Linked DNA regions of Macaca mulatta: region 1 is linked to region 2. A link is a contact called in public Hi-C data. All regions are on one chromosome and are shown on one strand. Each heading gives the region's core, a stretch centred on a gene start, on an enhancer-like site or on the middle of the called end of the contact. The rest is flanking DNA. Distances are from core to core; before and after follow the strand shown.

Evidence for each region. A called contact is a pair of places that touch in the nucleus more often than the background predicts.
Region 1: a Hi-C map of fibroblasts shows a contact between it and region 2, with 3 times the contacts expected there. The contact joins two enhancer-like sites. A contact is called at or near these places in 8 of 14 Hi-C or Micro-C datasets (CD4 T cells, blood, cortical neurons and 5 more).

The regions. Positions count from the first base shown.
Region 1 is chr1:218,038,360-218,042,742 of T2T-MMU8v2.0, forward strand. No RefSeq gene overlaps it. Among named protein-coding and RNA genes, the nearest start is that of LACTBL1, 3.0 kb to the right of the region's middle. Within about 2 kb of position 1,407, at least 5 of the 40 cell types and tissues checked have an H3K27ac peak or open chromatin away from gene starts, as enhancers often do.
Region 2 is chr1:217,818,252-217,822,710 of T2T-MMU8v2.0, forward strand. The region is part of intron 1 of HTR1D (5-hydroxytryptamine receptor 1D); the gene reads left to right. Among named protein-coding and RNA genes, the nearest start is that of LUZP1, 20 kb to the right of the region's middle. Within about 2 kb of position 3,035, at least 2 of the 40 cell types and tissues checked have an H3K27ac peak or open chromatin away from gene starts, as enhancers often do.

The DNA.
Region 1 (4,383 bases), core at 157-2,656, 220 kb after region 2:
GGCAGATCTTCAGTAAACATTTGTTGCATGACTCGTGACTCAGTGGGTAAGCGAGTGAATGAATGGATCAGTCAATGAATCAATCAAAGCCTGATTGCTGAAAATGCTAAGTATCTTCGTATATCCTTTAGGAGGAACATTTTTCTTTGTAAAGTTTTTTTTTTGAGATGGAATCTCACTCTGTCACCCAGGCTGGAGTGCAGTGGCGCGATCTTGGCTCACTGCAACCTCCACCTCCTGAGTTCAAGCGATTCTCCTGCCTCAGCCTCCTGAGTAGCTGAGACTACAGGCATGTGCCACCACACGCAGCTAATTTTTTATATTTTTAGTAGAGACGGGATTTCACTGTGTTAGCCAGGATGGTCTCCATCTCCTGACCTCGTGATCCACCCACCTTGGCCTCCCAAAGTGCTGGGATTACAGGCGTGAGCCACCATGCCTGACCCTTTTTAAAGTTTAATTTGCCCTTTGGTTTGATGTCTTTTCAGCTTGCTCCTTCCTTCCTTCCTTCCTTCCTTCCTTCCTTCTCTCTCTCTTTCTCTCTTTCTTTCTTTCTTTCAGCAGAATCTTGCTGTCACCCAGCCTGAAGTGCAATGACATGATCTCGGCTCACTGCAACCTCTGCCTCCTGGGTTCATGATTTTCCAGCCTTAGCCTCCCAAGTAGCTGGGACTACAAGCGCCCACCACCATGCCTGGCTAATTTTTGTATTTTTAGTAGAGACGGGATTTCGCCATATTGGCCAGGCTGGTCTCAAACTCCTGATCTCCAGTGATCCGCCTGCCTTGGCCTCCCAAAGTGCTGGGATTACAGGAACGAACCATCGTGCCTGGCCCACATTCTTCTTTCTTAAAGGTCCCGACTTTCTCCCAGGAGGAGAGGCCAATGAGACTCATGGTAACAAGAGTGACTAACATTTGCTGAGCACTTGCTGCTGGATTGTACATTTTGGGTGTATTATTTCATGCAATCCTCACTCCTCCTGCAAGGAGGTGGGTTCTACTTCATTACTCCATTTTATGGATGAGCACATTGAGGTCCAAAAGAAGCCAAGAAATCCAACCAAAGCCACACCGATAGTAAGTGGGGAAGCTGGAATTTGAACTCTTGCAGCCTGACTCACAGGGACATCTACTGGATAGGTTTAGACCATGCAGATAAGGTTTTTGATTTTTCCCCAAAGAGTAGGAGGCAGCCATGAAGGGCAAAGGATGAACATGATCTTTCGTGTGTAAACGATGATGAATAATTCCTCCCTATGGGGATACTGTGGGGGAATAGCTTGGTTCATGGATGGAAAGCCCCTGGACAAGGGCCTGGAGGAAGAGACACACGCAAGTAAATTACCCTTTAAAGGAGGCTCAGGCTGGGCCAGAGATCTTACACATGGGCATCTACTGCCATCCTGGGGCCACTGTGCTGTATGACACGCTGTGGGTTCCCGTCTAGTTAAATTTGGGAGGGGCAGGGCTGGTCTCTGCAGTGAAAAATGGCTGCCTTCGGAACTAGGCTAGGAGCAAGGGAGGAGTTCTCAGGGAGCGGGTGGTGTCCTGGGGGCGAGGGCTGCAGAACCCAGGAGTGCTAGGTCTGGGGACATAAACCTGAATAAGACACAGTCCTTGCCCACAGACTGATTAATATTAGGTAGTGTTAGTGAGACCTTGTCTCAAAAAACAAAACAAAACAAAACACAACAAACCCGAGTCATAGTAGGAAGCTGAACTTTATGGGGCCCTTACTAGGTGCCAGGCTCTCTCTGGGCTGCCTGCTTCATGAGCACATCCCATTTAATCCTCACAGCAACCGAAGAGTCTTGTCAGTGTCTAGGAACGACAGGATTCCTGGGTCCAATCCCAGTCCTGCCACTTCCTGGGGACTTCCCTTTCCGGAGCATCAGTTTCCTTGGATGTGAAATGGAGACAGAATAGAAGCTGCCTCCCGGGATTGTGGAGACCAGAGGACATAGCACAGGGGGCTCTAAGGACCGTATGTGGTACATTGTCAACAGGCAGTCTGTGTCCAAGAGGTGGGCTGCCAGCTCTGAGCCGCAGAGATTAACGAAGCAGCCAAGTGCAATGAAAAAGACCTGGGTCCAGGTCAGTTGTTGTCAGTAAACTTGCTATGTGACCTTGGTAAGTCATTTTCCCTCTGTGAGCCTCTTTTGCCAGCCACACAATGTGGAGTTTGGACAAAATCACTCAGATTTTTGGCTATAGGGGCTACAGAAGAAGATCTAGAAGGTTTGCCACCATCTATCCCCGACCCTGAGCATCAGTAGAAGGAGATAGTAATTCAAGGCTCTGTTGAAATAATGAGGTGGAGACTGGTGTGATCCGTGAGTTGCAGAGGAGCCTCGCTCCTCAAAGTGTGGTCCTTACACCAGCCTCAGCATCATGTAGGAGCTTGTTAGAAATGTAGGCTCTCGGATCCCACCCTGGCCCCCTGGCTCAGAACCTACCATGTAACGCAATCGCCAGGATGCTCCTACACACAAGTAAGTGGGACACACACTGATCTGGGGCACTGATTCTCAACCTTAGCCACACAGTGGAATCACCAAGGAGTCTCCAAAGGTTGCGGCATCCAAGCTGCGCCTCGGGGATCTCTGCAGTGGGACTCAGACACCAGGGGTTTTTAAGAGCTCCCCAAGTAATCCCAATGTGCAACCTCATCTGATGTTGAGAAGGAATATATGTTTTAACTTTTGTATCAACTAAAATCAATAGAAAATCTTCGAGATTGTTCACAGAGAAGATCTGATACCTGCCACAGAGGCCAGGTAGAAGTTTGACATAAAAGCCAGGTCATGGCTGGGAGTGGTGGTTCACACCTATGTCGACCAAAAGAATCAAAACTCTGTAAAATACTTGAAGAGAAATATTAGCTAAATATGAGTCACCAATGGCCCGTGACACAGCCCTCAGGAGGTCCTGAGATTATGTACCCAAGGTGGTTGGGGTACAGCCTTTTTTTTTTTTTTTTTTTTTTTTTTTTTTTTTTTTTTAGACAGTCTTGCTCTGTTGCCCAGGCTGGAGAGCAGTGGCATGATCTCAGCTCACTGCAACCTCTGCCTCTCGGGTTCAAGTGATTCTCCTGCCTCAGCCTCCCAAGTAGCTGGGATTACAGGCACACACTACCACGCCCGGGTAGTGTTTTGTATTTTTAGTAGAGACGGGGTTTTGCCATGTTGCCCAGGCTGATCTTGAACTCCTGACCTCAGGCAGTCTGCCCGCCTCTGCCTCCCAAAGTGCTAGGATTACAGGCATGAGCCACCGCGCCTGGCTGGTTTTATACATTTTAGAGAGGCATGATACATCAATCAAATACATTTAAGATGTACATTGGTTTGGTTTAGAAAAGTGGGACAGCTCGATGTGGGGGCTTCCAGGCTATAGGTAAACTTAAAAATGTTCTAGTTGACAATTGGTTGAGTTTGAGGAACTGAGATCGATAGAAAGGAAATGTTTGGGGTAAAAGATTGGGGAGACCAAAGTTTTATTGTGCAGAGGAAGCTTATAGCTAGCAGGCTTCAGAGAGAATAGGTTATACAATGTTTTCTTATGGGACTTAAAAGGGTTCCTGAGTGTTGATTATCTCCTGGGTCTGGAAATAGAAAAGGAAGAGGATTCTCTACAGAATGTAGATTTTTCCCACAAGAGACAAACTTTGCAGGGCAATTTCGAGATATAACAAGGAAATATATTTGGGGTTAAACTATTTTGATTTCTTTCTTTATCTGTTATGTGATGTTATGCTGGAGAAGTATGATGAGTCATGTCTGACCCTTACTTCCCATCAAGGCTTAAACCAGTCTTTTGATCTTTCCGGTTATGTTAAGAGTGCCCTGGCTGAGAAGGAAGTCTATTCAGATGGTTGGGGGCCTTAGAATTTTATTTTTGGTTTACACCTATAATCCCAGCACTTTGGGAGGCGGAGATGGGAGGATCACTTGAGGGCAAGAGTTTAAGACTAGCTGGGCAAAAAAGGAAGACCCCCATCTGTATCCAAAGCAATTAAAAAATAATAATTAGCTGGGCATAGTGGTGCCTGCCTATAGTCTCAGATACTCAGGAGGCTGAGGCAGGAGGATTGCTTGAGCTCAGGAGTTGGAGGCTGCAGTGAGTTTTGATTGCACCACTGCACTCTAGCCTAGGTGACAGAGCACGATTTTTTTTTTGTTTATTTGTTTTTTGACAGTCTCACTCTCTCATCCAGGATGGAGCGCACTGACATAATCTCATCTTGGCTCACTGCAGCCTTCACCTCCCAGGCTCAAGCAATGCTTCAGCTTCAACCTCCAGAGTAGCTAGGACTATAGGGCAACAGCATCACACTTGGCCATTTTAAAATTTTTTGTAGAGATGAGATCTCACTATATTGCCC
Region 2 (4,459 bases), core at 1,785-4,284:
TATTAATGTATCAACATATTATTGCTGGTAATAGGATTCTTTTTCATGATATACAAAATAGATTGAGAAAAATTACATATACTACCGAGTGCGATGGCTCACGCCTGTAATCCTAGCACTTTGGGAGGCTGAGGAGGGCAGATCACCTTAGGTCAGGAACTCAAGACCAGCCTGGCCAACAAGGTGAAACCCTGTCTTTACTAAAAATACAAAGAATAGCCAGGCAGGGTAGTACGCACCTGTAGTTCCAGCTACTCAGGAGGCTGAGGTGGGAGGATCACTTGAACCCGGAAAGCGGAGGTTGCAGTGAGCGAAGATTGCATCACTACATTCCCGGCTGGGTGACAGAGGAAGACTCCATCCCCCCGTTAAGAAAAAGAAAGAAAGAAAAATTACACATGCATCATTCCCTACAAAGCAGTACACACACACACACACACACACACACACACACACACACACACACACGAATAACAATATTAATGCACTCACCACCTACTTAAAAAATAGAACATCAGGCTGGGCATGGTGGCTGATGCCTATAATCCCAACACTTTGGGAGGCCAAGTTGGGAGGATCACTTGAGCCCAGAAGTTCAAGGTTGCAGTGAGCTATGACTGTGCCACTGTACCTGGGTGACAGAGCAAGATCCTCCCTCTAAAAAAAAAAACAAAAAAAAAGGCCAGGCATGGTGGCTCACACCTGTAATCCCAGCACTTTAGGAGGCCAAGGTGGGAGAATTGCTTGAGTCTAGGAGTTTGAAGACAAGCCTGGACAACATAGGGAGACCCCATCTCTGCAAAAACATTTAAACATCAGTTGGGAGTGGTAGTGTGTATCTGTGGTCCCAGCTACTCAGGAGGCTGAGGTGGGAGGATCACTTGAGCCCAGGAGATCAAGACTGCAGTGAGCTCTGATCACGCCCCTGCACTCCAGCCTGGGTGACAGAGCAAGACCCTTTCTCAAAAAGGCCTGGCGTGGTGGCTCACACCTATAATCCCAGCACTTTGGGAGGCCAAGGCAGGCTGGCCAACATGGCGAAACCCCATCTCTACTAAAAAAAAATACAAAAATTAGCCGGGCATGGTGGTACATGCCTGTAATCCCAGCTACTTGGGAGGCTGAAGCAGGAGAATCACTTAAACCCGGGAGGCGGAGGTTGCAATGAGCTGAGATAGTGAAAAGAATATAATTGAAACTTTTAAAACCCTTTATGATTATATTCCTCTGTCCTTTTCCCTCCAGGGGTAACCACTATCCTGAATTTTATTTATTTATTTATTTATTTATTTATTTATTTTATTTTATTTTATTTTTTTTGAGACAGAGTCTCGCTCTGTCGCCCAGGCTGGAGTGCAGTGGCGTGATCTCGGCTCACTGCAGCCTCTGCCTCCCGGGCTCACGCCATTCTCCTGCCTCAGCCTCCCGAGCAGCTGGGACTACAGGCGCCCGCCACCACGCTCGGCTACTTTTTTTGGATTTTTAGTAGAGACGGGGTTTCACTGTGTTTGCCAGGATGGTCTCGGTCTCCTGACCTCGTGATCCGCCCACCTCGGCCTCCCAAAGTGCTGGGATTACAGGCATGAGCCACCGCGCCCGGCCCCTGAATTTTATATTTTTAATTTCTTTGCTTTTCCTTATGGTTTTGCCACATATATTTATCTCCCTAACAGTTTGTTTCTTCTTGCATGTTTTTGACTTTGGCACTCTGCCTTGTTTGTGATAATCACCATTTTGGTGTGTGTAGCTGTGGTTTACTCTGTTTTGCTTCTCTGTAGCACTCCATCGTAGGACTATGCCATATGCTACCATTCTGCTGTTGATGGACGTTTGGTTGTTTTTAGCTGTTTGCTATTTCATGCTACTAGGACCATTCTTGTTTCTGTCTTCTAGCGAACACAGAAGAGTTTCTCTGCCATGCATACCCAGCAGTGGAATTGCTGAATCATGAGGTAGTCATCACATCTTTAGTTTTATGAAATAATACTAAATTGTTTGCTTCTTTAGTTTTATGAAATAATACTAAATTGTTTGCTTGTGAAGTATCTCCAATCACTGTGTTGCCCAGGCTGGTCTTGAACCCCTGGGCTCAAGCAATCATCCTGCCTCAGCCTCCCAAGCTGCTGACTCTTATTAACTGACATGACATGATCAGATTTAAAATGCTGTACTTTTCTACTAGGTGAAAATGGCACCTTGTTGTCATTTTAATTTTTCTTTCTTTCTTTTTTCTTTTGTTTAAAATAGATAGTCTCGCTATGTTGCCCAGGCTGGTCTTGAACTCCTAGGCCCAAGCGATCCTCCCACATGAGCCTCCCAAAGTGTCGGGATTACTGGCATAAGCCACCACACCCGGCTTTCATTGTCATTTTAACTTTTTTTTTTTTTTTTTTTGAGATGGAGTCTTGCTTTGTCGCCCAGGCTGGAGTGCAATGGCACGATCTTGGCTCACTGCAACCTCTGCCTCACAGATTCAAGCGATTCTCCTGCCTCAGCCTCCTGAGTAGCTGGGATTACAGGTGCCTACCACCACGCCCGGCTAATTTTTGCATTTTTAGTAGAGATGGGGTTTCACCATGTTGGCCAGGCTGGTCTCGACCTCCTGACCTCAGGTGATCCACCGGCCTCAGCCTCCCAAAGTGCTGGGATTACAGGTGTGAGCCACCATGCCTGGCCTGTATTTGTTATTTTATTATTTGAAGTGTGACGGGAAAGAGAGAGTTGCTTATGGAGCTACAGTCCATGTCTCCAAAGGCAGCTAGATTATGAAAACTTCTCCCACCTTTGTTCACAATGGGGGGGGATAGCAGGCAGGAGAGAAGACAGCCTCTGAATTGTGCTACTTCTTTCAAAGCTACAGCCTAGCTTTCCTCACCAAGTCTGTCTGCTCCTGTCCCTGTGTCCCTGTCCTTCTTCCCAAGATGTCACCGAGGGCTGGAGGGCTTGCACACACACCAGCCTCCTGAGCCTTTCTGAACCCACGCCTTTCACTGAAATGAGGTCACTGGAATGCTTGGAACTCAAGGAGTGACCTCATGAGTTTGTGGGGCCGGCACACCAGGCTTCCATGGGAAATGACGCACCTCAGTCACCCAGACTGTCTGCAGGGGAGAAAGTTTCGAAGAGCCAACCAGAGTTCACATTTTCCCCGTGAACCAAAATGGGAGCAAAACTTCAGCCAGAGGCTTTTGGGGTGGAGCCTGGGGAGAGTGGGGGTAGGAGGGGGTCGTCAAACCAGCTATGCATGCATGCCTTAAGGCTTTTCATCCTCAACTGAGGCAATGTAGGCAAGGGTAGAAATTTCTTGAGATCTCTGGACCTGGTTTTTCCACTTCCAGCCAGGTGGCCTTATTTTTTTTGAGACAGAGTCTTGCTCTGTCTCCCAGGCTGGAGTGCAGTGGCGCCATCTCGGCTCACTGCAAGCTCCACCTCCCGGGTTCAGAGCATTCTCCTGACTCAGCCTTCCGAGTAGCTGGGACTACAGGTGGCTGCAACCATGCCCAGCTAAATTTTTTTGTATTTTTAGTAGAGACGGGGTTTCACCGTGTTAGCCAGGATGGTCTCGATCTCTTGACCTCGCCCACCTCGGCCTCCCAACATGTTGGGATTACAGGTGTGAGCCACCCTGCCCAGCCCTTTTTTTTTTTTTTTTTTTTTTTAAGGCAGAGTTTCACTCTCGTTGCCCAGGCTAGAGTATAATGGCGCCATCTTGGCTCACTGCAACCTCCACCTCCTGGTTTCAAGCAATTCCCCTGCCTCAGCCTCCCAAGTAGATGGGATGACAGGCATGCACCACCACGCCTGGCTAATTTTGTATTTTTGGTAGAGACAGAGTTTCTCCATGTTGGTCAAGCTGGTCTTGAACTCCCGACCTAAGGTGATCCACCTGCCTCAGCCTCCCACAGTTCTGGGATTACAGGCAAGAGCCACTGCGCCCAGCTGGTGATTGATTTTTAAAACATTAAGGAGCTAAAGCTGCTCGTGGCTGTAATCCCAGCACTTTGGGAGGTCAAGGCTGGAGGATTGCTTAAGTCCAGGAGTTTGAGACCAGCCCTGGCAACATAGCAAGACCCTGCCTCTATGAAAACAAACAAACAAACAAACAAACAAAAAACAATTAGCTGGGCATGGTGGTATGTACCTGTAGTTCCAGCTACTTGGGAGGCTAAGGTTAGAGGGTCACTCGATCCAGGAGGTCGAGGCTGCAGTGAGCTGTGGTCATGCCACTGCACTCTAGCCTGGGGGACAAAGCTAGATCCTACCTCAAAATAAATAAATAAACAAATAAATAATTTAAAAATTACTGGTTTATTATATAGAATTCAAATGAACAACCAGAAGAAAAGGTATCTAGGACAAGGTCTGAAAAAGCTTCAAGGGGCCAGCCACGATAGTTCACACCTGTAATCCCTCCCACTTTGGGAGGCCGAGGCACACGGATCACCTGAGGTCAGGAGCT